Regions from separate parts of the Gossypium hirsutum genome. Here all the other regions are linked to region 1. The links are chromatin contacts, called in public Hi-C maps. All regions are on one chromosome and are shown on one strand. Each heading gives the region's core, a stretch centred on a gene start, on an enhancer-like site or on the middle of the called end of the contact. The rest is flanking DNA. Distances are from core to core; before and after follow the strand shown.

Evidence for each region. Hi-C and Micro-C count contacts between places; a contact is called where the count stands out from the background.
Region 2: a contact with region 1 is called in a Hi-C map of leaf, with 2.8 times the contacts expected there. The contact joins the promoter of LOC107896879 here to the promoter of LOC107895577 in region 1. A contact is called at or near these places in 5 of 34 Hi-C or Micro-C datasets (callus, hypocotyl and leaf).
Region 3: a contact with region 1 is called in a Hi-C map of leaf, with 3 times the contacts expected there. The contact joins the promoter of LOC107896876 here to the promoter of LOC107895577 in region 1. A contact is called at or near these places in 8 of 34 Hi-C or Micro-C datasets (anther, callus, hypocotyl and 2 more).
Region 4: a contact with region 1 is called in a Hi-C map of leaf, with 2.5 times the contacts expected there. The contact joins the promoter of LOC107896850 here to the promoter of LOC107895577 in region 1. A contact is called at or near these places in 3 of 34 Hi-C or Micro-C datasets (callus and leaf).

The regions. Positions count from the first base shown.
Region 1 is chrA10:88,812,942-88,819,314 of Gossypium_hirsutum_v2.1, forward strand. It overlaps LOC107895577, which reads left to right and starts at 3,680. Exons shown (of 1, transcript XM_016820836.1): 1 at 3,680-4,453. The coding sequence starts at 3,680. The coding sequence ends at 4,453.
Region 2 is chrA10:89,015,367-89,021,525 of Gossypium_hirsutum_v2.1, forward strand. It overlaps LOC107896879 (phospholipase A1-IIdelta), which reads right to left and starts at 3,121. Exons shown (of 1, transcript XM_016822176.2): 1 at 1,298-3,121. The coding sequence starts at 2,824. The coding sequence ends at 1,568. LOC107896878 (a long non-coding RNA gene) reads right to left here and starts at 706. Exons shown (of 2, transcript XR_005903347.1): 1 at 1-706.
Region 3 is chrA10:88,948,910-88,955,215 of Gossypium_hirsutum_v2.1, forward strand. LOC107896876 (signaling peptide TAXIMIN 1) reads right to left here and starts at 1,789. Exons shown (of 2, transcript XM_016822174.2): 1 at 1,545-1,789; 2 at 1,091-1,427. The coding sequence starts at 1,651. The coding sequence ends at 1,304.
Region 4 is chrA10:88,624,596-88,631,169 of Gossypium_hirsutum_v2.1, forward strand. It overlaps LOC107896850 (transcription elongation factor TFIIS), which reads right to left and starts at 2,378. Exons shown (of 2, transcript XM_016822146.2): 1 at 1,901-2,378; 2 at 1-841. The coding sequence starts at 2,056.

The sequences.
Region 1 (6,373 bases), core at 2,430-4,929:
AGTATAATGATTCTGTCTAAGGGATTAAATTTTAAATTTTGAAATAATACAAAAACCTTTCGGCATTTAAACCATTTGAATACCAATCTCTACTTTCAAATTTAAGTTCCGCGCACATCCTCATTTTTATTTATTTATTTATTCACCTCACCTCTCCATGTCCGGAAAACAATATAAGATTATGGATGAAAAATAAAGAAGAGTTAACAAGGTTAACTTTGCCATTGAAACGTAGCATTATATTTTTCTTTAGGTTAAATTCTACTAGCAGTCGCAAAAGTTTAAATTTAATTTTTATATTTTAATTTAATTATTTTTAGTCTTTATAGTTTTTTAAATTTTAAAATTTCAATCTTCCCCGAAGACTAACAGTTAAATTTATTAAGTTAAGTTCTACTATTTCTAAAATATGATATCACAAACATATTATTATATTACTCACTAAAAATCTAATTAAAATTGAAATTTCAAAATTTGAAAAAAAAAAGTATAGAGGCTTAGAATAATCAAATTGAATAATATGGATTGAATCTATCACTTTATGCATAGTGCATGACTAGTAATTGAATTTAATCAAATGGATTTAATTATTACTATCTGAATCAGGACTAAAATTTTAAATTTTTTAAAAAGTAAGAGACTAAACTTAATCAAATTAATATACATGGATCCACAACTTTCAGAATTAATAGTGAAATTTAATCTTTTATTTATATATTTGTCAAAATGTATTGCAAATTTGGCTAGATTTTTGTACTAATTTAGTAATTGGTGATTCAATTTGGATTTGGAGTGATTTGATAAGTTTTAGATAAATAGTCTCATTTTAATAACCTAATAACAATAAATTAATTTTTTTTTAAAAAGAAAAACATTTATGATTGCATATTAAATTTGGAAAACCACGTGTTATAGATTTCAAAGCTAAGGCATATGGAAATGAGATTAGATTAGAAATTAAATGTTGTGAGTTGCATTTAATATAAGTTTAGGAGAAGCAATGAAATGGATTTGATTTTGTATATAAAGGCGAAGCATGTGCAAACAGAATATGGGGGACAGCATGTGGTTTGTGATGTTACAAACTCATCCCCGGCCACGTGCTTAGCTCATCCCACAACCTCTGTGGATCAACACAACCTACGACTTCCATTCTATTACTTATAAAAAAAAAAAAAAGCCCAATTCATAATTTTTGGAAAACCACATCTAATAGATTTCTAATTTTAATCATTTATAATATAGTTTTCCATCATTAACAGTTGACACCTGCCTTTTCTTCGCTTCTTTCTCGGGCGGGAAACAATGAATACAAAATAGGACAAATTCCTGTTGAAGTCAGCCAATTGTGGATATTTTTCTTTTTTAGTCATCCAATTATTAAAAGTTGCAAAATGATCATTCGATTATTGGTAATTTTTTTTATCATCTAACTATGAAAAGTTACAAGTGAAAAGTTACAAGTTAGATACTTAACTATTCATTTTTTGTCACCGGTTGGCTAACATAAAAATAAAAATACTCTAAAATCCAAGATGACAAAAAAAATACTGATAATTAAGTAATCATTTTGTAATTTTTCATAATTAAATGATAAAAAAATATATTAATAATTAAGTGACCGTTTTATAAATTTTTATAATTAAAAGAAAATATATAATTTGATAAATACTAGTAGTTTACTCAAAAAGAGAAGAGAGAATTAAATGTTTGTTAGTGTTTAAAGTATTATAGAGCTATACCCTCTAAAAAAAAATATTGTTAATAGATTTATTATTATAATTTTTTTAGGTGAACAATTTCTCTTTTATGCATTTTTATTATTATCGCCATTGTTTTTCTTTTTGGAAGAAATAATATTTGGTATATTATAACTGAAGATTTTAGATTTTATAAATGGTTTTAAATAATTTTTTAAAAATATTTCATTATATTTATATAGAATATTTGTCAACCTCATCACCTTAGTCGTGAAATGTAAAAAATTTATTAATAATATATAAAATATTTTCTCATTATTTTAAAATAATATTCACACCTCAGTGTGATAAAGTTTATAAAAGGAATTTAAATAAAAAATGATTCAATTTGAAATTTAAAAATAAATTATTAAAAAAAGAAAAAAAAAGTAAATTCCCACATCCACTCATATCGTTGCATATTTAAATTTGTAATTATATATTTGAAAGAATTGTGCAGATTGAATTATTTATCGAATCTGAGTTAACTCATACGAGTGGATGACAACTCAAAATGTAAAGCCTATGTTATTTTACAACAATTTGTGATATAAACTGATTCCAAAATAAGATAATGACAAAACCCATTAAAACTCTGGTCCCCTCTTTACACCAGTATTTTTATATTATCATCTTTGTTTGATTATCAGCCTAAGAAAAACAAATTCTGACAAAAGAGGGAAATATATAAGTTACACATTATATTTTTAGATTTTTGTTTAATTTCAAAATAAAATATTATTTATAAGTTGAGTTTCAGCTCAATTATCGTAAGACATAATTTAAGTATGTTGAAATGTATTATACTCTTAATTATGAGTTAGAGAGATGTTATAATTAATTTTAGACATTATGTCTAATATATATATATATAATCCGGACCTAAAGATTATTTTTAAAAAAATAAAATAAAACTTTACTAAACAATGAGTGAAGAGAAAACTAGCCTCTGTTTGGTCTTAAAAAAGAGAAGTCAGTTTCATTTTCTCTTCAACCGGGCTTGTTTGAAATTTTTTAAAAAAAATTTAAATTTGAAAATAAAAATATATGGAAAATTTAGAAAATGAAATTTTCATTTTTTTTTAATTTATGAAAATGAAAAGTTAAAAATAATTTTAATTTTCTTGACACCACTGACCTTTTTATTATTATTTAAATATATCATATAGAATGATTTACATAAAATCAAATTTCATACATCGCATTCAATCTAAAAAAAAATCAACAAAGCAAATTCAGATACACATTTGAGTGGTTTTAGCCGTCTTAATTGACCTAACAATACAAAGGTGGGACACTTTTACATTCCTTTTCAGTTTACGCATAGCCACAACTGAAATTAATAAATAATTATCCATATAATATATAAAACTAATTTTATTCTCGTATTATTACAATTTACTTGTTTAGGTTTGAAAATCCGTTTGAAAAGTAGAAGGATTTGGACAATAATATCGGTCTAAAAATAGATTTGAACAAAAAATAAGACCTGTTTTCTATATAGATTAGGCATCGGATAAGATTTTTTGGCTCAGGCCAAATTAACTATTTTGTTGTTGTTTCGTTACTATTTTGCTACTATTTTGTTGTTCTTATTTGAATATTGTATAACTTTTATTTTATTGTTAATTCTATTACTATTTTAGAGGCATTTGCTTACTAAGTTACAACCTAATGTTATTTAAGGGTTTTTTACTCAAAATAATATAAAAAATAATTAATTAATTATGAAAAATGTAACAAAAAAAGGCATTTGCTATATTGTTCTAATTGTGCCGCTGACATATTGGTGTCACCAGACTAAAATGTAATGATCTAAAAACTCCAAAGACCTTATATGTAAATTTCCCGTTTTAATTAGGTGCCAAAAAAGCACTTCAAAGGGTGCTTGACAGTAACAGTACACAATTTTATTGAATTAAAAGACAATGTTATCAGCGATGGAGAATTCTCCAAAAGTGGTCGAAGGTGACGGTGACTCGCGAGTGTCTGAAGATCGCAATACCAAGAAAGTAAGGTTTAAAGATGGATCTGACAGGGTCGCTGTTGATATGGCTGTGGACTCTATTCCATCTTCGAGCATGATAGTGTCTTGGAAGGACAAACTATTAGGGTCTGGTTTTATTGGGGCTGACCAGGGAATTGCAGGTTTTGATGAGGGTAGTGATGGAGATTTCATTCTGTTAGAAGATGATGTTATCAGATCCACCGTTAATGGACTCCCGGCAATTGACTTTTCTGATCGTGTCAAACAATTATTATATAAAGAGATGGAGATGACAGTAGTTTTGAAGTTATTAGGCCGAAATATTAGCTATGGTGTTCTGTTTAATCGAGTTAGTAATCTTTGGAAGCCTATACAACCTTTTCAATTAATGGATATTGAAAATGGATATTATTTGGCTAAATTTCAGAATAACAACGATTATGAAAAGGTTCTAACCCAAGGACTATGGATAATTTTTGGGCAATATTTGACAGTTCAACCATGGACAAAAGACTTTTCCCCTTTCCAACCTTACCCAAGTGTCGTCATGGCTTGGATTAGGCTACCTGGATTACCTGGATTTATGTATAAGAGGAAGATTCTTGAGGTGATTGGTAGCACAATGGGTAAGGTTGCAAAGTTTGATTTCAAGACTGATAATAGAACCAGAGGGAGATTTGCCAGGATGGATGTGTTAATTAATCTGGACAAACCTCTTATCTCTTAGATTCGTGTTAATAGCGATATTCAAAGGGTGGAGTACTAAGGCTTACCAACGGTTTGTTTTGCTTGTGGAAAATACGGACATGTGAGGGAGATGTGCTCATTGTCAAAAGAAACATTCGGTAATGAGGGAGAAGAACCAGTGGCTGACGGTGAGTTAAGCAAAAATAATGATGAACTTGGGAAGGAAACCGAATCGGCGTTCAGACCTTGGATGCTGGTGGAGCATAGATCCCGGCGGAGATTGAGAGATTTGCGAGAATCTGGTAGCAAGATAGCTGGAAAAGAAAGATTGCGCTCCAGATTTGATTCCCTTATTAATGAGGGTGAGACGAGCGGTGGTGAAAAAGGAAGGACGAATGAATATAATAGGGGTTTGATTACTCAGTCAGTGGAAATTGAAATGAATATCCCTGATTCTAGGGATAAGGGAATTTTTAAAATCATGCCTAATTCACATAATGGGTCTATGGAAAGCATGGGGATAGATTCCGAAGCCCAAAAAAGGATAGGTAATGCTGTTACTGTGTGCATGGGGAAAGGAGCCCTATCGGGCCAAGAAATGAACAGTTTAAGGCTGAAAAGCCTGGGAAAAAGGAGTAAAAATGATGCTGGGTCGGATGGATCTTTGGTTGGGTCACACTCTAAGACAAGCCCAATTGTTCTTGGTCCATATGTTTGTCCAACAAATGATGGTCCGTTTGCTTCTTGCGCTTCTTTGAATTTGAGGGCTGTAGATAACCACGAAAATAGGATGGTGGGGAAGCAAAATACTACTTTGATTCTATCCAGGCCCATAAATTACCAGCAACAATTTCATGCGATGCCCAATGCCGATAATTCTCAGGTCCCTCTTAATTTTGATTTAAATTGTACTAATTTTAAAATTGAAAATGCTTTGCTGAATATTGATAATTTTGTGAATGGTGTTGACTCAAATTTGCAAGCTAAAAATCTGGATGAAATCAAGGCACATTTCAACCCGGCTTTTGAAGGTCCATTTGAGGTTGCAGTTTAGTTGACCGATAGTATTTTAGATAAGGGGAAGTATTTTACTGTTATTTTTAAAAAATTTTCTAATTCTCCTGATCAGTCTAAAGGTCGTACTATTGAGTTTATGAGCGCAGGTAGTGCAGGAACTCAGGACCAAAAATTTAATGGGAAATTTGGCGCTGCTAGAGGTGGACACAAGAATAGTAATGTTCTAAGGGGACGAGGGAGTCGCTTTAAAGCTTCTACCAATTCACGAGTTTCTTTAGCGGATTTTATGGAAGAGGTGGCAAAGCTTATTTCCTCTGATTTATCGAAAGAAGTCAGAACAGGAGCTCTAGTTGAACTTGACCCTAGTGATTTGAATGATTCTTGATAGTAGTGGTACTTTTCTTTTTATATAATTTTATTATTTATGAATCTCTCAATTTTTTCTTGGAACTGTCAGGGTTGCGCCAATGCTAGATTTCCTTGCATTTTTCTTGAGTATAATATAGAACACAGACCAGATATCATTAGCCTACTGGAAACTAGAGTTAGTGGGTCCAAAGCTACTAAAATTATCGCAAAATTGGGTTTTCAATTTTCGTATCGTGTGGAAGCTGTTGGTTATGCTGGGGGAATTTGGATTGGTTGGAAAAATTCTGTTCGAGTTGAAGTTATACAAAATCACCCTCAATTTATCTTTACGCGGGTTTGGCCTAATTCTTCCTCAAACTCGATTTGGATTGCCTTTGTGTATGGGAGCCCAAATCGTTAAAAGTGAAAAGTTCTTTGGCAGGATCTAAGAGCTTCTATTCCTAGTGGTCAAATTCCTTGGATGGCGATTGGAGACTTTAATGTTATTCTTTCCCCTAATGAGAAAACAGGTGGTCTCTCGGATGGAAGGAGATGTCCTTATTTTGGTGATTTTGTGGATTTGGCTAATCTTCAT
Region 2 (6,159 bases), core at 1,871-4,370, 200 kb after region 1:
TTGATTGTGGTGGTGGATCTACGAGCTAGACCCAAGAGAAGAAGCGTAGATAAGTAGAAGCAGCGAACTCCACTGTTGCCGAGCAGGATGGTATTGATCAGATATCAACAACAGCAAACTTGGATCCCAACTGAAAGCAGTGAATCCTTGAAAGAAGAAAAAGAAGGAAGAAGGAAAAGGAAAAGAAAAAGAAGAAGGAAGGATGATGGTTGGGTGAGAAGGGCTATCGTTGAAGGAGGAGGGTAAAGGTGAGGGAAAAAATTAAAAAGGAAAAAAACAAATCCTATTCAATACCTCTATTCAGTAGTGAAGGAAGGGAATGGTTATGCAGCGTGTTCCTTGAATAGGAACAGAGTCAATATAGGTGGTAATAGAGATTACAGCCAACCAAACATTAGTTTGGTCATGGGAGCTGTAACCTATTCCTATTCCTCCCAACTAGTTTCTAGGCAGTCCATTTTCCCATTAATTAACTTTTTTTTCTTTTATAAAATAGCGAAAGATATTTTCTCCTTTTATAATATTTTAACCATTTTTGGTGTGCAACCACTATTTTTAAATCTTTTAGATTTAGAGCAGTCGGTTTTTTTCTTTTACATTTTCTATTTCAACTTTTTTATTTTTTTTATTTTTTAATCAAACATCAAAGTTTGATAAAACTACCGTGGTTGTAAAATTTCAATTTTTTTTGGTAAAGGTTTTTCTAGTTTTTATTATTTTTTAGTTGTTGATTCCATTTTTTATTTTATTTTCTGCTTATGATTTTTTATTAATTTTTAATTTAATTATCTCAACATTTTCAAATTTCAATTGTTTTACTTATGATTTTCTCAGCATGTTTTTTTATAATGTTTAAATCATTTTTATTTAATCTTGTTTTACTCCCTTGCAAGTTTTTTAATTATTTTAATTTTAAGGATTAATATTTGATATATTAACAATATACTCATTTTTTTATGCCATAAGTAATTTTAAGAAATTATTGCCATGTGTTTCTCTTTTTAAATATTTGTTTTCTAATATTTCATATAATACACTTGTCAACCAATCACTCTATTTGCTTGTTTTTTTTGGTGAATTTGTTCGTGGAGTTTTTAAACCTAGCACATTTAAAATAAAATAAAATAAAATCAAACCTAACCTCTTACCTATAACATAATACTCTTATCACTAGTTCAAGAAATTGTTGGCAAAACTTAATCAAATAATAATATTTTATTAATTTAATCTTATTCCAATATTTTTAATTGCATTACCTAATTCACTTTCAATATATAAATTTATAGGATAACTTAAGTATCAAATATAAATTCTATTATTTTATACCCCCAAAAAAAAAGCAGCAACTTATTCGACAGATTACTAAATTTAGCATCAGACAGATACATTTTATACTGGATGATAGCACTTGATCTCATGTATTTGCAGCAATCACCATCCCTAATCTCCTTCGAGTAGACCAAGACATACAAGTAACATGCAAAGTTAACAAAATAGAACATAACGAAAGGAAGAAAAATAGACCAAATAAAGGTATTACTAGCCAAAGACGGTAATCCAAATGCATTTAAGCTTCAGGTGTAGGCAAGTCTTCATCGGTTGCTGGAACCATTACCCACTCCCCATCTTCATTTCTCACAAGCCCTTTGTTCTTCTCCACCCACCATGAACCCGGCACCAAGCACTCATCTTTTAGAAACGCACAAGACTTGTTCACCAAAGCCAAACTTCTCTTCACTTTCAGCTCAAACTCTCCTTCCTGTCCATTCCACCCTGCTACAATGTGCAATATTGCCTGTAAATTATGCCAATCACTGGGATTCTTTGAGTCCTTCAAGCTTGGAGACTTCCTGGTATCGATTACCAGTTCAGTCCCCGTATAAACGTACCCCAACAACACGCTAGGGTAGTGAGGAATGACATCAATTATGTTCTTTGTATGCAGAACTGTAAGATTTGGATACCTTTTCATCCTGTCATTAAAGGCCTTATTCCCCACTTGTGGACAACCGAAAGCAAAAGCTGCCACAGGAATATTGTCCACTAAACCATTCTCAACTACATCAAAAGCACTTAAAACCGCTAAACTAGCCCCCAAACTATGCCCAGTGAACACTATGCTTAGATTTTCATTTTTATATCTCTCTTTCAACTCTTTTATCTTATCCAAAAGTTGCCCCCTTGCACTTAATTTTGTAAAAGGCGATTTGGGATCATCAGAAATGTAAATCGTCAGCCAACCAAGCATCACTTTCGGCTTCTCATTTTCATTATCACTGTCACTGTCACTGTCACTGCTACTATCACCCATTTCCTTGTTGCTACTTCCGTCGACTCGCAAAAGGGGCTCTATGGGCTCAAGCTTTGCGTCAAGAACATTAACCCACTCGTAGTCTCTGGTAGTTCCTCGCCACACTACGTAGATATCGCGGCGACCCAGAGCTTTCGATGTTTCATCGGACGTCGTGGCGATGTAGCCAATCCAGTTTGTTTCGCGGTCCCAGGACTCCCTTGACCTGGAGTGGAGCAAAAAGGCTTGAGGGAGAGTGACGTGAGCAGTGGCATAGAGAAACGATTCTACTTTGTAATCGGAGGCAGATTCCAGCATTACTTTGTCGAAGAAAGAGGACTTGCCATAGCGGCTTGAACCGCAGAACTTGGAATTTTGGTCGTTGTTGAAGGCGTCATATGTGGCCTGGCAGAAGTCACCGCAGCGGAGGATGAGTTTGCGAAGTGAGAAGTGAAGAGGATCCAGCAGCGAGTCCCAGTTTTTGCTACCAAGCAGTTCCTGCCATGACGGTTCTGCTTCTTGATTTGCGGCCATGAGCAGCTGACTGCCACCGATGGATAGGCTACCAAGAAAGGAATTCTGTGGCCCTGGTCGTTTTATCTTTTGATCGGAAGGGGAAAGATAGGTACTATTTTATGAGATAGAAAAGCCATATTCCGGATGACAATATGGCGCTCCCATGACCCACTATTATCGCTGCCAAAACAGAGCAGGACAAATCAGACCTAGAAAGCACGTTTATTCCGTGCTCAACGATTGGAGCCCGATGTTTGAATTCTAGAATATAAATAAAAAAGAAAAAAAAATCTAAACTCGAGCTCAAAATTATTCCATCTCAAGGCCAATCTTAGCACGAACTCTTAATAATGCAAGCTTTATAACAATTCAAGTATGAGCCCAAGATAAATTTTATCCAAAATTCAAAAAGTTTAAATTTATAATTAAATATACATTAATAAATGATCGTTGATATTGTGTACAACAAGGGAGGAGTTTAAAGGAGTGAGTGACTCTTGAGGAGGTTGTTTCACTCAATCGGAGCGGAGAGACAAAGGTTATGAAGAGTGATAATAAAAATAGCATAAAGCTTTATGGTTAAAAGAGTCTTGAAAGGGTGTAGACTTAGTATTCTTGAAGAGTCAATCAATTCTTCGTTGTACTTTAAGGTATTTATGTTGGATTGTCGGTATGGCGCAATGGAAAAAAATTCCGACGATCATCAGCCATGGATCAATGTACAAGGAATGAATTGGGTTGAAATAATGATCGAAATTATACCTTTTGAAACTAAAAAAAGCAACTACTAGTAATAATAACGTCTCGGCCTCTATGTAATCCATCCAGTCAAAGAACGAACAACAAAAACTCTCTTAACTTTTCAAAGAGAATTTTTAATAATGGCTGCTAGACCTTTTGATTTGTTTTTTTTTTTAACCCTAACATACTAAGGGATTAAATTCCTTTTATTTTCTTTGATATCATAAATCAGGAAAAAAAAAGATTATTCCCTTATTATTAGAGAAATAAATGGAAATTCAGAAAAATATATATATTCTTTCCTAAAGAATATCCATTTTCATGTCTTTTTTATATTTTGACAGAAATTAATTATTATAATTTTTATATTAATAATTTTAGTAAACTATATACAATTAATATTTTATATGAATCAAATTCATATATTAATTTTATCTATATTCTCTATTTGTGTACAATAAGTTTGTACATATAACATGTTCAATATTTAACTATCAAATTAATTTAATTCAATAATTAATTCAATTCATGTGACAACTAAATACAATATCAAATGTATTTAGATTCTGTTCGTTTCTACTATAGGGTGTGACATTGAGGCTCTTGTAACGCTAGTAGTAATACTAGAACGTTTCTAATATTACAAACAATGAGTGGCACTAGCAATGCATTATTGCTACCCAAAGTATAAGAAGTCGAAATTCGACATAACCTCTCTGTGATAATTTTTCATGTATTATATCCTTTTATCCTTAATATCTAGATTGGACACAAGTCATGGAATAGTTATACTTGTATAGTCCAAAATCATATTTCTTGATATTCTGAGTAGGCTACAATAAACAAATAAGTGTGATATCTCATATCAACTTATTTGAGCCTGACCATGCATTTCTAATCTCACTCCATCAAGAGGCTTAAGATATTGCTTCCATTATGTAGGAGGAACAAATCCTATCTTGATCAAGCATATCCCACTACATAGATTGTGGTATACCCAACATCAGTTTTTATAGTATAACCTGTTATGGTAGACATTTGAGTGTGTCAAAATATACGACTCAAGATGATGAGACAATGATAATCTCAAGTCTGAGGATTATATATATAGTTATCACTATGAGTAATGTTGTGACTATTAAATAATAATCCAAGAAACATAATCATAGCGGGTCATTCCAGTATGTTGTTCTCTAACACATACTCATGTATCAATTTTGACATCCCTTTGTCAATGACAATACTTTGTCATCAATCAACTACACATTAGCCTCAATGCATTATCATTGTCCAAGCCTACAATAATACTTGACTAAGAACCTTTTAAGAATAATCATATTATTCTCAAGACTTTATTATTAATCAGTTTATCTATACACATAGAAAAAGAAACTGAAATAACAATGACAATGCCTTATATTAACAAATAAGGTAAAACAAGTATATGATTACAATCATCTTATGATTGCTCTTTGGGCATACTCTAGCAATTTAAAGGTAGGGGTCTCGTATAAGATGGTGCTAACGTGTTGGACTTTCATCTAACCTTCATTACGAAATGCGTGGGAGGGATATCTTTGATGGGATGAGGATGTCTGTAACAGAAAAAATTTTATCGTTCATTCTGATTTTGCTAGGATAAAGCAGTTGGGCCCATGTGATGTTAGGTGACCAATGGCTTCATGTTCCTAATGACAATTAGGACATCCATTGCTCAAATAGTTATTCCGAAAGGGTGAGCTTGTAAGTGATCTTCCAACTTGCCACTAGTGGTAGACTTACTATTTAGATATCTTATTCGCTTGCCATATCTTAATGTGGATAGGGGTATAACAATATCCCCACTCAAAATCAAGAGGAGGGTTATAAAGTGGCCTTCCTCGAGACACTTTGATCTAGTAAATTCCTCTTTTCCAGGTTGTTCCAGATAGTGACTTTATTCTATGATGAAACATTATATCAAAACATTTGAGATTCTACCATAAATTTATTTTGAGGATTATGTTTTTGGGGAGTCGTGATAATGATGAACAACAATCTTTTGGCAGGTGGTAAATTGCTATTGGATGTCATTTTGTTTTCGAAACGATACATTTTAAGAGATAACTATATATATTCTTTGGGTTTTCTTCTCTGATATTACTTTGCCTCATTTTCTTTTTGAAATTTCTGTAATTGTTATTTCACTAGTCTTTTTTTGAATGATTTATGCATTTTTGGAGTTCTTTCATTTTGATTCACTTGGCAATTCTTATTTTTGTTGTTATCAGAGTTATTTTCACCATTTTGTCAAAATAATTGCTACAAAATAGCTAGGGAAGAAAAAAATCTAGCAAAACTTAGGGAAGAGGTGGTGGTCATATTGGTCATGCTCCTCTAAGAGAGGTAGTAGAGAGTCAGAATATGATGTTTACAAAGTTTGACTGATCTACTGCTAGGAGGTTCGAGAGAGGAAGTGACGAACCTACTGTCAGCCTTAGTTATCCATGTTCTATGACTCATCAGGAGATGAAGAACTTAAAATTATGTTGCGGTTCACTCGAGAATCACCATAAGTACGAATTTAGTATCCCGAAGGGGTCGCATCACATTAGCAAAATGTAACATCCTGA
Region 3 (6,306 bases), core at 539-3,038, 130 kb after region 1:
TATATAGTCACATAATCATACATAATAGTAAAATAAATTTAAAAAAACCATAAAAATAATTACACACTAACCTAATCAATCTAAATTTGATTTATGAGGTAAAAAAGAAAACCTTGAATTCTCAAATGAAAAACAAATATTGTTGATTTTAAATTTTAATTTCTAACAACTCTTTTTCCTCTCTTGTTTTATTTGTTCGAAACCATAAACAATCTAGAATTTGAATTTTTTGTGAGAGAGTGGTTTAAATAGAATATTAGTGCTGCCACATTGACACACGATACCCATAAAAATATCAGTTCTTTTCTTTTTTGTCAGCCACTTTTTTTAATAAAAAAAATTTATCGATACCACCAATGTGTCAATCAGCACCCATTAAATTTCTTTTTTAATTCAAATCGGTGCTGCTTGACCACTTGGCCACACCACCTTACATTTTTTTTTGTCAGCCACCTTTTAAAAAAAAATTAATACTGGCGTTGCCAATATATCAAGTTACCCCATATTGAAAAAATATTTTTTCCTTCTATATCATTTGTGCTGTGTAAACAAGAAAATACAGTTATTTTTGAAAATTTATACTTGCTTAACACTTGAAAATTATTTTTTTCCCACAACATGATTATGTAATAAGTGGTAGAGATTAGATGTACCGGCGATTGTAGATTTCGACCTATTTTTATAAGTAATTTTTGTTTGATACATTTTTGTAATTAATTATTTTTATATTAGTTAACATTGAGGATTGATTTCTACTCAAATTGTTTATTTTCAACAAAGAGGATTAAAATTTGATCAGATTAGTCTATATCCATTTACTGATAAGTGGAACAGAGAAGTGAGCACTAACATTCGTCTGGATTTGACGTTGTCATTATCACTCTTAGTCCTGAATGCAGCGCATTAAAACAAGTAACTTAACTGGAAACACCAAATTCCCAGAAAACAGTTTTACCATTCAACCTTTTGTGTTTTATTTTTTTGCAAGAATCAACAGCGAATAAGTAATAAAAGGTTCTACAGAATTCCCCCTGGTGGTCTGGTTAAGGATTTGAATTGCCAGAACGAATGCACTTTTGATCAGCATATATTGGACATAACTTATTTTATCATAACCAATGACAATGAATAATATCAACAATAAACAAAATCCAAACCACAAGAATATTAATTGGGAATCCTCATAAATCCCATGTCTACATCAAGAACATATAATCAAGAGATCCAGAAAAACATGTATGCTACCAATAAATTGTACCCCCAAAAGAGAAAAAAAAAGCAGAACAAAGCAGTGAGTGTGGAATTAACAAGGGATTTGTTCAGTGAACCATTCCATGACATGAATTGGAGCTTTGACCAACTCCAGCGCCATCTCTACTAGCACCGTCACGCTCAAACAACAAGGACAGATCAGTGTCAACAACAACCTGCAAGCAAAAACCCCAAGTGCTGATAAGTTGATTGAGGTAGAAAATTAGAAGAAATTAAAACCCAGATCCCAATTCGCAAACAGCAGAAGAAAGTGGAGGAATGGAAAGGACTACCCCACGATCCAAACAACAACGCCAACAATAGAGATGATGAGAGAAAGAAAAGCAAAGGGAAGGCCAAGGAGGAAGCCCAGTGGCCTGCAATCTCCATCACAACACATGTTTTTAATTTTTTTGCTTTACAAAATGTTTTACTTTTTGGCCCGGTGTGTAAGTAAAGGCGACACAGAAAATGGTATAAGATGAAATAGGTGTTTGTGTGTGATATTGACTTTGCTTTTTTGGATAGAAATATTATTGGCGATACAGTAGTTAACACGTTATGTATAGATCTTATCTCTTAAATTATTCATATATATGACAGGTGGACAAAAACTTTCAAATCATCACTTTCTTCTTTTTCAGATACCAAAATGAACAGCGCCATAGCACCCAACTTCCATCTATCCGGATAAACCGCGGAAATGGGTATTCCAAGCAACCAGGTTTGTTTTAATTCCATTACCCAAACATACATCCCAGCCCATCATCATCTTCCTTAATTGCCCTGACAATCCCAGTCTTAGCTGCCCTTTTTTGCCTACCCCTTCTCCAATTCTGACCTTTTTTGTTCATAAAAATGAAAAGCATACACATCTTCCATAAGGAGAATTACAGAGCAAGTCAGGCCCAAACCCAATCCAGACCCAACAAGAAATTTTGATTCATGTTGAAACAATAACTGGTAAAAACAGTAAAATTCATAGGTTAGGGACTAAACTCTAAAACTATAATATTTAAATTTCAATGACTAAATTGTATAAAATGTAAGATTCTAAATTCAGGGACTAAAATATAAAAAACTGTAAAATTTAAATATTAGGGATTGATTTGTAAAAACTGCAGAATCTCGAGGAACTGTTTTGTAAAAATTGGAAAATGAGTAGAGAAATGGTGTATAATATAGACATACAAATTTTAAAGTATGGTTGGATATATTAAGTATACATATTAAATTAGAAAAAAGTTAATGATTAAAAAAAACTAAGTAACTTCTTTGAGTAACAGAAATTGTTAGCTTATTGGTTTAACTATTAATCATATTGATGTGATTAACAAAACTAATTAGAAATGCCATGTCAACAACAATTAAAAAAATAAAAATAAAAATAAAAAAATATTTTATTAAAAACATAATAAAATGTACATATGAAATGAATTTGGATAAAAAATTGTTTAAATTCATTTTGAACGTGTAACATAAAAAAATATTGATAATTATAAAAAATTCAAAAATATTTGTGGAAATTTGTAGATGTGTAAAAACTCAAAAATCAATTTATATTTATTCTTAGTGTTTATATAATTACTTTTAATTTAATTTTATATAGTCAATAAGTACTATTAATCGTATTGACGTGGCTGACAAAAGTAGCTAGAAGTGTCACGTCATCAAAAATTTTAAAAATAAAATTCAAAAATTTTATTTTATTAAAAAATGATAAAATGTGTATATGTAATAAATCTAGACAAACAGTTGTCAAATTCATTTTAGATGAGTGCAAAACTTTAAAAAAATTAAATTATAAAAATTATTAAAAATTCTAAATATATATGTTCAAATGTGTAAAAACTCAAAAAAAATTATTATTTATTCTAGGTGTTTATATAATTACTTTTAATTCAATTTTTTATAGTGAATAATTATATATATTTAAATAAGAAATTGAGAATTTTAAGTTAAGTATTTGAGATAAAATTATAAAACTTTTAAAGATAATAACAAACAATTTTAAGCTAAATCATAAAAAAATAAAAATAAAAAAAACCAATAATGCATCTAAATTTGGACATAAAAGTTTTATAATTATAAAAATTCAAATGATTTTTAATAACATTATGTTATAAAATAAAGAGAAACGGGGAGAATAAAGAACAAAGAAAATATGAGAGTAATAGAGAATGTACTTTATTAATCAAATAGATGATTTACAATGCTTTATCAGAGTATTTATTTATAGGCATAAGAAGTATAAAAGAAGTAGAGATCTGATTTTAATAACTATTAGAATTTAAAGTACATCAAAACTTTATATTTATCATAATGGACATCCACTTAATAAGATATTCATAACACTTCCCTTTGGATGCTCGTTGATAGATAATGTGCCTCATTAAAACCTTATTAGGAAAAATCTTATGGGATAAAAAAACCTAATAAAGGAAAAAGAGTACACAATCTTCTATTACAAGCTGCCTCGTTAAAAACCTTTATCAGAAAAACCCAATGGGACAAAATATTGGTTAAAGGAAAAGAGTACAACTTATTTTTAGACTCTCCCTTATGGCAACATTACTTTACATCTTTCAGTCGACGCACTCCAATCTTTTGTAGTAGTCTTTCAAATGTTGAAGTTGGCAATGCCTTAGTAAAAAGATCTACTAAATTATCACTAGAACGAATTTGTTAAACATTTATATCACCTCTTTTCTCAAGATCATGGGTGAATAATAATTTTGGTGAAATATGTTTCGTTCTATCACCTTTAATGTAACCACCCTTCGATTGAGTTATACATGTTGCATTATCTTTATATAAGATAGTTGACATCTTTTCCTGTAAAGGCAAATTACATATCTTCTGGAAATGTTGGGTCAATAACCTTAGCCAAACAAACTCTCGACTTGTCTCATGCATTGCAATTATTTCTGCATGATTGAAGAAGTGGCAGCTAGTGTTTGCTTTATTGAACGCCATGATATGGCAGTATCCCCACATGTAAATAAATATCCTGTTTGATATCTACCTTTATATGGATTTGATAAGTATTCGGCATTAGCATAGCCGACTAATAGGGATTTCGAATCATTTGAATAAAATAACCCCATATCAATAGTCCCTTTGAGATATCTAAACATGTTAAATTCTATTCCAATGTCTATGTGTTGGAGAAGAACTGAATCTTGCTAACAAGTTTATAGTGAAAGCTATATAAGGTCTTGTGTTGTTTGCAAGATACATCAATGCCCCTGTGGCACTTAAATATGGTACTTCAGAGCCAAGAAACTCTTCACCATCTTCGCAAGGGCGAAATTGATCTTTATTCACATCTAACGATCATACAATCATCGGAGTACTTTATGGGTGTACTTTATCCGTGTAAAATTTCTTTAATATCTTTTCCGTATAAGTTGATTGATGAACATGAATTCCATCGTTTAAATGCTTGATTTGTAAGCCAAGACAGAAATTTGTTTTTCTAAGATCATTCATCTCAATTTTTTTCTTTAAACAATTTACTGTATTTTAAAACTCTTCAGGAGTTCTAATAATATTTATATCATCAACATAAACAACAATTATCACAAAATTTGATCCAAAGCTTTTTATATAGACACATGGACAAATTGGATCATTTTTATAACCTTCTTTTAACAAGTATTCCTTAAGACGATTGTACCATAAACGACTAGATTGTTTTAATCCATAAAAACTTTCCTTTAATCTAATCAAGCAATTTTCTCAATAAACTCTATATCTTTTTGGGATTTTAAATCCTTCAGGGATTTTCATATAAATTTCATTATCAAGTGTACCATATAAATAGGATGTAACAACATCCATTAGATGCATGTCAAGTTTTTCACGTACTGCCAGACTAATAAGATATCTAAATGTGATTGCATCCACCATAGGAGAATATGTCTCTTCATAATCAATGACAAGCCTTTGCGAAAATCCTTGTGCTACAAGTCGAGCTTTATATCTTACGACTTCATCAATTTCATTTTTTTTTCTCACAAATACCCATTTATATCCTACCGACTTTTACACCTTTAGGTGTTTAGACTACAAGTCCAAAAACTTCACGTTTAGAAAGTGAATTCAATTTTGCTTGAATTGCATCTTTCCATTTTGACCAATCTTTTCTATTTTTACATTCCTTAGTAGATTTAGGCTCAAGATCCTCATTTTCTTTTATTATTTCCATAGCAATATTATAAGCAAAATTGTTGTCGAACAACTACATTTTTTTTATTCCATATTTTTCTCGTATTGACATAACTTATCGAGATCTCTTTATTTTCATCATTTCCATTTTCACTTTTAGGTACCTAAATCTCTTCTTGAGTTTTATAATTAGTTATGTCATAGGTCTCTTCAGTAACCCCCGCCTCCACTATATGACCATCTTGAATGTTTGCTCCTTTCCTTTTACGAGGATTTTTATCTTTGAAACTGACCAATCTTCCACGCTTCAGGCATGGATTACTTTCTTTTGTACTAACAGTTTGCCCTATTAGGACATCAATTCGTATTGGAGCATTTTGGAGCATTTTCAGCTGGTATGTGAGATTTTATGAATCTGGCAATTGATTTGTAAAATGAATCATCTTTTGAACTTCTGGTTCGCATTCCTTTGTACGAGGATCTTAGATATTGATAATTCATTTCAAGTACTTTATCAATCCAGCTTTTTATCCTCTCCCCCTAATGTTGGGAAAACTGACAACTCATGTCATAATTAAACCTATAATTAATAGCTCAAAAATATTATAAGGAGACTCATATAAATATACATTCCCAATCTCTTATTATGAACGATATTTGTGTGTTCTGATGGAGCAATTGGAACATATACCGCACATTCAAAAATTGTAAGATGGGAAATATTTGACTCTTGACCAAAAATAAATTGTAATGGAGAGTATTTATAATTTATTGGCTTGATGCGTACAACATGTAAATCAATACAATCTCATGTTGAAATGGAAAGTTTTGTTCTCATAAGTAATGATTTAGCTATTAGTTAGAGGCATTTGATAAACAATTCAG
Region 4 (6,574 bases), core at 1,128-3,627, 190 kb before region 1:
TGCGTTGACCACAACGACCGCACTTAAATTGATCTGTCGTTGCCTTTGGTGCAACACCTCGCTCGCAATCAAATAAAGCTTTTTCTTTAATTTCATTAATTTCACGTTGCCTTTGTTCACTTGCCATTTCCTCTGGGGTCATTGTAATAAGCCTTTCTGGTTTCACTTCTCCGAGAAGAACCTTCCTCCTTAAATCTGGGTTGTTTGGATCCTTAATGTTGAACATTATAGATCTGTACTTAAATTTCTGGGCCCCATTTGATTTACCCATCTTCTCAAACATCACAGATTCTACAGACACAGCAACTCTGATGGGATCGCAAGCAGTCACTTGATCAAGCATGTCCCCATCAACCTCACTCGGGACTTTAGACAACGCCTCTACAAGAATCTCCCTAAATTTGTCACGCACAAGATCGTTACATTTGACCATTGATGTCAGCTTTGGTGGACCAGCAGGTGGTTGCGATGATTTCTTTACATTCGGTGATTGTCTGTCATCCTTACAAATCTTTTCAACCTTACCCATCTCTCCCCGATCTGACTTCTTGGCCATTGCAACATCTCCATTTGCTTCCCTCTTCTCAACTTTGACAGATTTTACTGAATTATCTTTAGATACTTTCTCAGCCTTTACATTTTCTGTATTGGAGAGCTTTTCAGACTTCACGGCACTTGGCTTTGGAAGTTTCTCCGACTTAATGGCACTACTGGTGCCATTTTTCTTACCTTTGGTAGTCTCCTCGATAACAACCTTTTTCCATAGTTCAAGCAAGTCAGAAGCCACAGTTTGAATCTTCTCCCTGGGATGCTTAGAGAGAGATCGAAGCCTTTTCCCAACCTGTAATATATATAGGGGATCAATTTTTCTTAAGTTTACAGATTCAACGACATACACATAACAAGATACGTAACCACATGGAGAAGAAGGTTATATCGAAACCATGATCGTAAAGCTATCAAACAACCTGTTTTTCATTCATTAAAATTCTAAAATTACAAGACAGAATAGCTTGTAACAGGCTCAATAGTTAACAAAATAGGATGCTAAAAAGGTGGATGGAGAATAAAGGAAAGAAACATTCTGCTAACTTACTTGTGGCAGAACGTGCCATTAAGTTTGAGGGCCTACCTAAATTTTTCAAAAAAAAAATTTAGGGGCTTAATAAGAATTTTTATAAATTTTAGGGGTTTAATTAAATTTTTTTTTTTAAGATGAATGAAAATTTTCAAAAATTTTGGAACCTCTAATTAAGTTTTTTAAAACTTTTGAAAGATTGAACTAGAATTTATAAAAAATTTGAGAAAGTTTAATTAAAATATTTGAAAATTTTAAAGTGTATAATAAAAATTTTGGGAAATTTGGGGGCATGAGGTTCCGCCCTTAGGGAGAAAACTGAGAAGAAACGAAATGTGATGGCGTGTGATTTGCCCACCAAGCCAGGATTGATTTGATTTGTTATTTTATACTCCACTATCAATCCTCCCACTATGACCTCCCCAATCTTTGATTAAAATAAATATATTTGACTAATTGAGAGAACCCTATCCCCTACACTTCTCTACCATAAAAGAGGAACCTTCCTCTGGGAATAACCATATACATCTTAAATGCTCCTACATTTAGCAAATGAAGCAGCGCCATTCATCTGTCCCACAATCTAAAAGCCGAAATCAAAATATTATAAACTGCACTGCTTGTTTGCTACCATTTCAAGAGAAAAGAAAAAGCTAATTTCTCAACCATGCAGTTAAAGGAATTAAATTTCTCTCCTAATCTACTGTCACAAAATGAAAGCAAAGAAAAGCCCAGCTATAAGAATGTTGATTCATGAGATCTCAAATAAATAAAGAAATCTATATTAATGGAATGCGGGTGAAAAGAGAAGAAAAAAAATACCTGAGTAGAAACAAGAATATCGTAAGAGACAGGGAAAGCCCTGAGCTGCTTCAAGGCATCGACGCATCGGGAAACCTCGGAAACGGCGTCGGAGGCAGCGGCTAAATCAGCCGCTTTCTTGGCAGCTTCGAACAAATCCACCAGCTCCCTCTCCATTCGCCAAAATAAACCTACAGTTCAAAACTTAAAAAAGAAAGATAAGAAAAGCTATGCTTCACATTTTATAAGGATGTTTTGAGATAGACCGAAGCCAACAAGATCAAGGATACAAGTGGTGTTTTGGACTTTCTGGTTTAGTTTAATTGGACCAGAACTGGGTCAACATCAAGGCAGAAACTTTGGGGGAAGGTTTCTTGAAATACGGATTATCGTTCTCAGACGTCCGTTGATCTGAAGGGAACCGACGGTCTCTCATCATTTGGGCTTTCTTCTACACTGCTGGGCTGTTACATCTGTTTTTAGACTCTCCTAGTATTAGTAATCAATTAAGATGATTTAATTACTAGTCATTTTCAATCACTGCTGATCTTAAATTTGAAAAAAATATAAATATATAATACCCAAAATAATTATAAAATTAATGGAAATTTTTATAGAGTAAATATTTTTTGTTATTTAAAAGATTAAAAATATGGATAGAGTGATTAAACAACAATAAAGTTTATGAAAGTGATATTTTCTAAACCACCGTTAAATTCATCCGCGATTCTTTGGCACGTTTTTCCATCTGTCTTTTTGACATGGTTTTTTAGTTTTTTCTTTTTAGTTTTTGCTCAGCTTTTCAAATTGAGATAGTGCATCAATGAAGGATAAGATGGCGAATCTGAATCTTGATGACGAGGAGGAAGAGGTTTTTTAGGAGAAAACGATTGAGTCTAAAGAAGACTTTCACTTTTGTTTGGTTGGCAGTTGCTTAACAGATAGTGTAGTCTATTTTTCGTCTTTAAGAAACACCATGGCTGATTTATGGCACCTTATTGGGGGCATTGCTATTACTGATCTAGATGAGAAGCGTTACTTATTTAAGTTCTTTTATGAAGTTTATCTGAATAGGATTATAGAAGGAATGCCATGGTTTTTCAATAACCATTTATTGATGATGCACAAGTTACAGACAAGAGAGGATCCGCTAACGTTACCTCTCAACCATGTTGAGTTTTGGGTCCAAATCCATGACTTGTCACTGAGCCTTATGTCAGAAATAATGGCACGACGTGTTGGATCTTTCTTGGGGGATTTTTTTTGTCTATGATACAATGGTTCCTTCTCTAGGGATGAAACGGTACATGAGGCTAAAGGTTTGCTTAGATATGCAATTGGCCTTTAAACAAAAAAAGAAGGTTATGTTGGGTGACTGAGTGTTTTATGCTAGGTTTTAATATGAAAAACATAGCTTATTTTGTTTCATCTGTGGAAAACTTGGTCATGATGAAAGTTTCTATCTGGTGAAGGTAAGGGTGGATTCATCATAGATTTTTTTCAGATGGGATATTACTTTGCGAGCTCCAACAAGAAGGGGTTCGATGGGAGTTAGCCGTTGGTTGTGCAAATTAGATGGAACGAGAAGTCAAAGTCTGGATAAGGAAATAGAACTTATCTTGTGCAATTTTGGAGATTTTCTAAGGAATCTTTATCCTAATCTCAATCATAATCAATCAGGCTCCACTAATGAAGGGATGTTGTTGGGAATCTATGGCATTACTACAAAGGGATTTGGGCCTAGTGGTTTTGAGCCATCTGTTGCTGGGCTTTGGAGATATGATCAGATAAAACTAGTCCTATCCAAGTAGAAGATGGGAAGAAAAAACAACAGACGTTGTGAAGCACATCCAAAGTTTTTCTTCTAAGAGAAACCGAGTGCCAAACGACAATGAAGAGGCATCAGCTGGCTCTGCTAGGTAGGGTAGTTGGCCACAATGAAAACTTTTAATTGGAATGTCCATGAGTTGGGGAAGCCACGGGCAATTCATTGTTTCAGGAATAAACTGAGAGAAATTTGTCCCAACTTTTGTTTTTGATGGAACACAAAATCAATGCAAGAAGGATGAAAAGTGTTAGGATGAATTGTGGTTTTCCAAATGGTATCGATGTAGGAGCTGAGGGATCTAAAGGCGGTTTCTCATTAGGTTGGAGGCAACATGATATGGTCATTTTACAGAGTTATTCGCAGCACCATATAGATGTAGTAGTTTATGAAGAACAAGATAGTTTGATGTGGTACTTTACCGGTTTTTATAGGCATCTAGATGAAAGATTCAGTAACACTTAGGAGCTTTTTCGTCAGTTGGGTTAAGATTAAACTCTTATGTGGTTAGTTGTTGGGGATTTCAATGAGATTGCTTTCTTTTTAAAGAAGAAGGGTGATTGTATCTATGCAGAGAAAAATATGGAAGCTTTTCGTACTGCTTTACTTGATTACGATCTTAGTGATTTGGGTTTTACAAGGAGATGATTCACTTGGGAGAGAGGGTAATTTGCTACAAACAATATTCGAGAAAAACTTGATAGGAGGTTGCAAACTCGTCGTGGTGGAGTAAGTTTCTAGAATTTTCTATTGCACATTTGAGCCATTCTTTTTCTACCTATTGCCTGGTTTTGATGGATACGAGAGGCCGAAGTAACACAAGGCATGGGAAAGGAAAAATGGAATTTAGATTTGATGCAGGCTGGTGTCTAAAGGGATCGTGTAAGAATGAAATTCGGGATTATTAGGCATCAGTAACAGAAAACTTACCGGTAAAGTTTGAAGGTGTCACACCCCAAACCTGGCCCAGACGTTATGGCTGAATCAGGTGACGTCACATGTTATGGAGTTTGAAGTCAGATTTGATGAGTTAAAACCGTTCCAGTTACTTAATCTTTATTTTATCACGGAGTAGAAATATATGGTCTTTGTTGTGATTAAAACGTAACTCTTTTTCGCGGAAGCTTTAGAAACATTCTATTTTAGGAAAAACCGTTTTTATTTACGAAAAGCTTAGTTTTTAGGAAAATCGAGTTTTGATGAGTTGTAATTTAAATAATCATAAAATTCTATAAAGTCCCGAATTAAAACCAAATAGTCCAAGTCCAGAATTACATCAAAAACTCCATATAAGTATTAAAAACTAGAAGTAAATGGAAAGTCAGCCTAAAATTTTACGTGTGGCCACCATCGAGTCCTCCGCTATACCGATTCGTCATGACTGAGGATTACCTGTACAGATTAAATAAAAAAGGGTGAGTTTTCGCAAATTCAGTGTGTAACCTCCACAGAAAACATTCAGAATAATCACCAGAAGTCAGAAATAAACAGTTTGGGGCCGAAGCCTATTACAGAATCAGTTCGAGTCTTAGCCCATTCAGATGCAGAATCAGATATAAATTAGGGCTTTAGCCCAATAAAATATAGAAGCAGAACGGAATATCAGAATCCTACCCACCAGCCTCTACACACCATCTCCATCCAAGCCTATACACCATGTGGGAAAAAAATCTACCCACCCATCTTTACACACCATGTTGTACCGAAACGCGGTACATAAATTCATATTTACAGCTGAGCTACCAGATAACATGCTTAAGAGCCTTTCAGACACTTCCTTCAATAAATCATCGACCCACTCCGATGCAATGCAACGTACAATGAATGGCATGCTAATATGCAATAATCATTCACACAATTAGTTCAGTATTATCAGACTTAGTACAGATATCATACACTAGATCACACGTTTAGGGGTCAAGATAATGCATACCGACCCTACAGTAGGTCACAGTCGACTTGGGCGACCCGTGCAATCTTATAGAACTATTTCAGAAAAATGAGTTCACACGCCCATGTGGCCTGCCTGTGTGGCCAACACGGCCGAAAATGGCCTTTGCTGTGTGGATTACACAGCTTGGCCTAAAATCTCACACGTCCGTGTGGATCACCCGTATGGCCCAAATGGCCCAATTGATCTAGCCCGTGTCTCACACATGGCCTTTACGTCCATCACACGGTCGTGTAATTTGCACACGACCTGGCTCATCATTCACACGCCCGTGTTCAGTCACGCGACCTGTCACAGGGGCTGCCACACGTCCGTGTGACATCGACAGTAGGCTTTTCAGCTTTTTATCGAGACTCGTTCTTAGTGTTTCGGGTACACACCTGATATCGATTGATGCTAAAATGATCCCCAAGCACTCCAGAACCTAAACATCAGCATATCAATGCTCAGAATCAAACCTAATACATGATTAATCTAAATCATGAAGCCGACAATAGTTCAATTCACAAACCATCACTTACCCCTACACTCCGAACTTTGTGATTATGATTCCGTAAGATAAGAGTCTCATTCCTTGCGATCTGTTGCTACCAAAACAAGAAATTAGCCCAACAGAATCAACATATCAACTTAGAACAACACTATACGAGAGCCATCTCTTAAAGCAATCGAAATCTTACCACAGAAAACGTAATCCAAAAGTTGAATACAGCAAAATTGTTAGGGAGAAGAAAGAATAGGGAAGCAAAAAGAGAAAATTGACAGAATATAGAAGAACAGATTTGACGTTCAACTTGAGAGAGAAAAAAAATTCAAATTCGAAAAAAAAGGGAAGAAAAGAAAGTATGGAAAGATGCTACAGATCCCTTAAAATTCTTCCCCACTAACTACATAATCTCCACCACTCAGAATTTTGGTC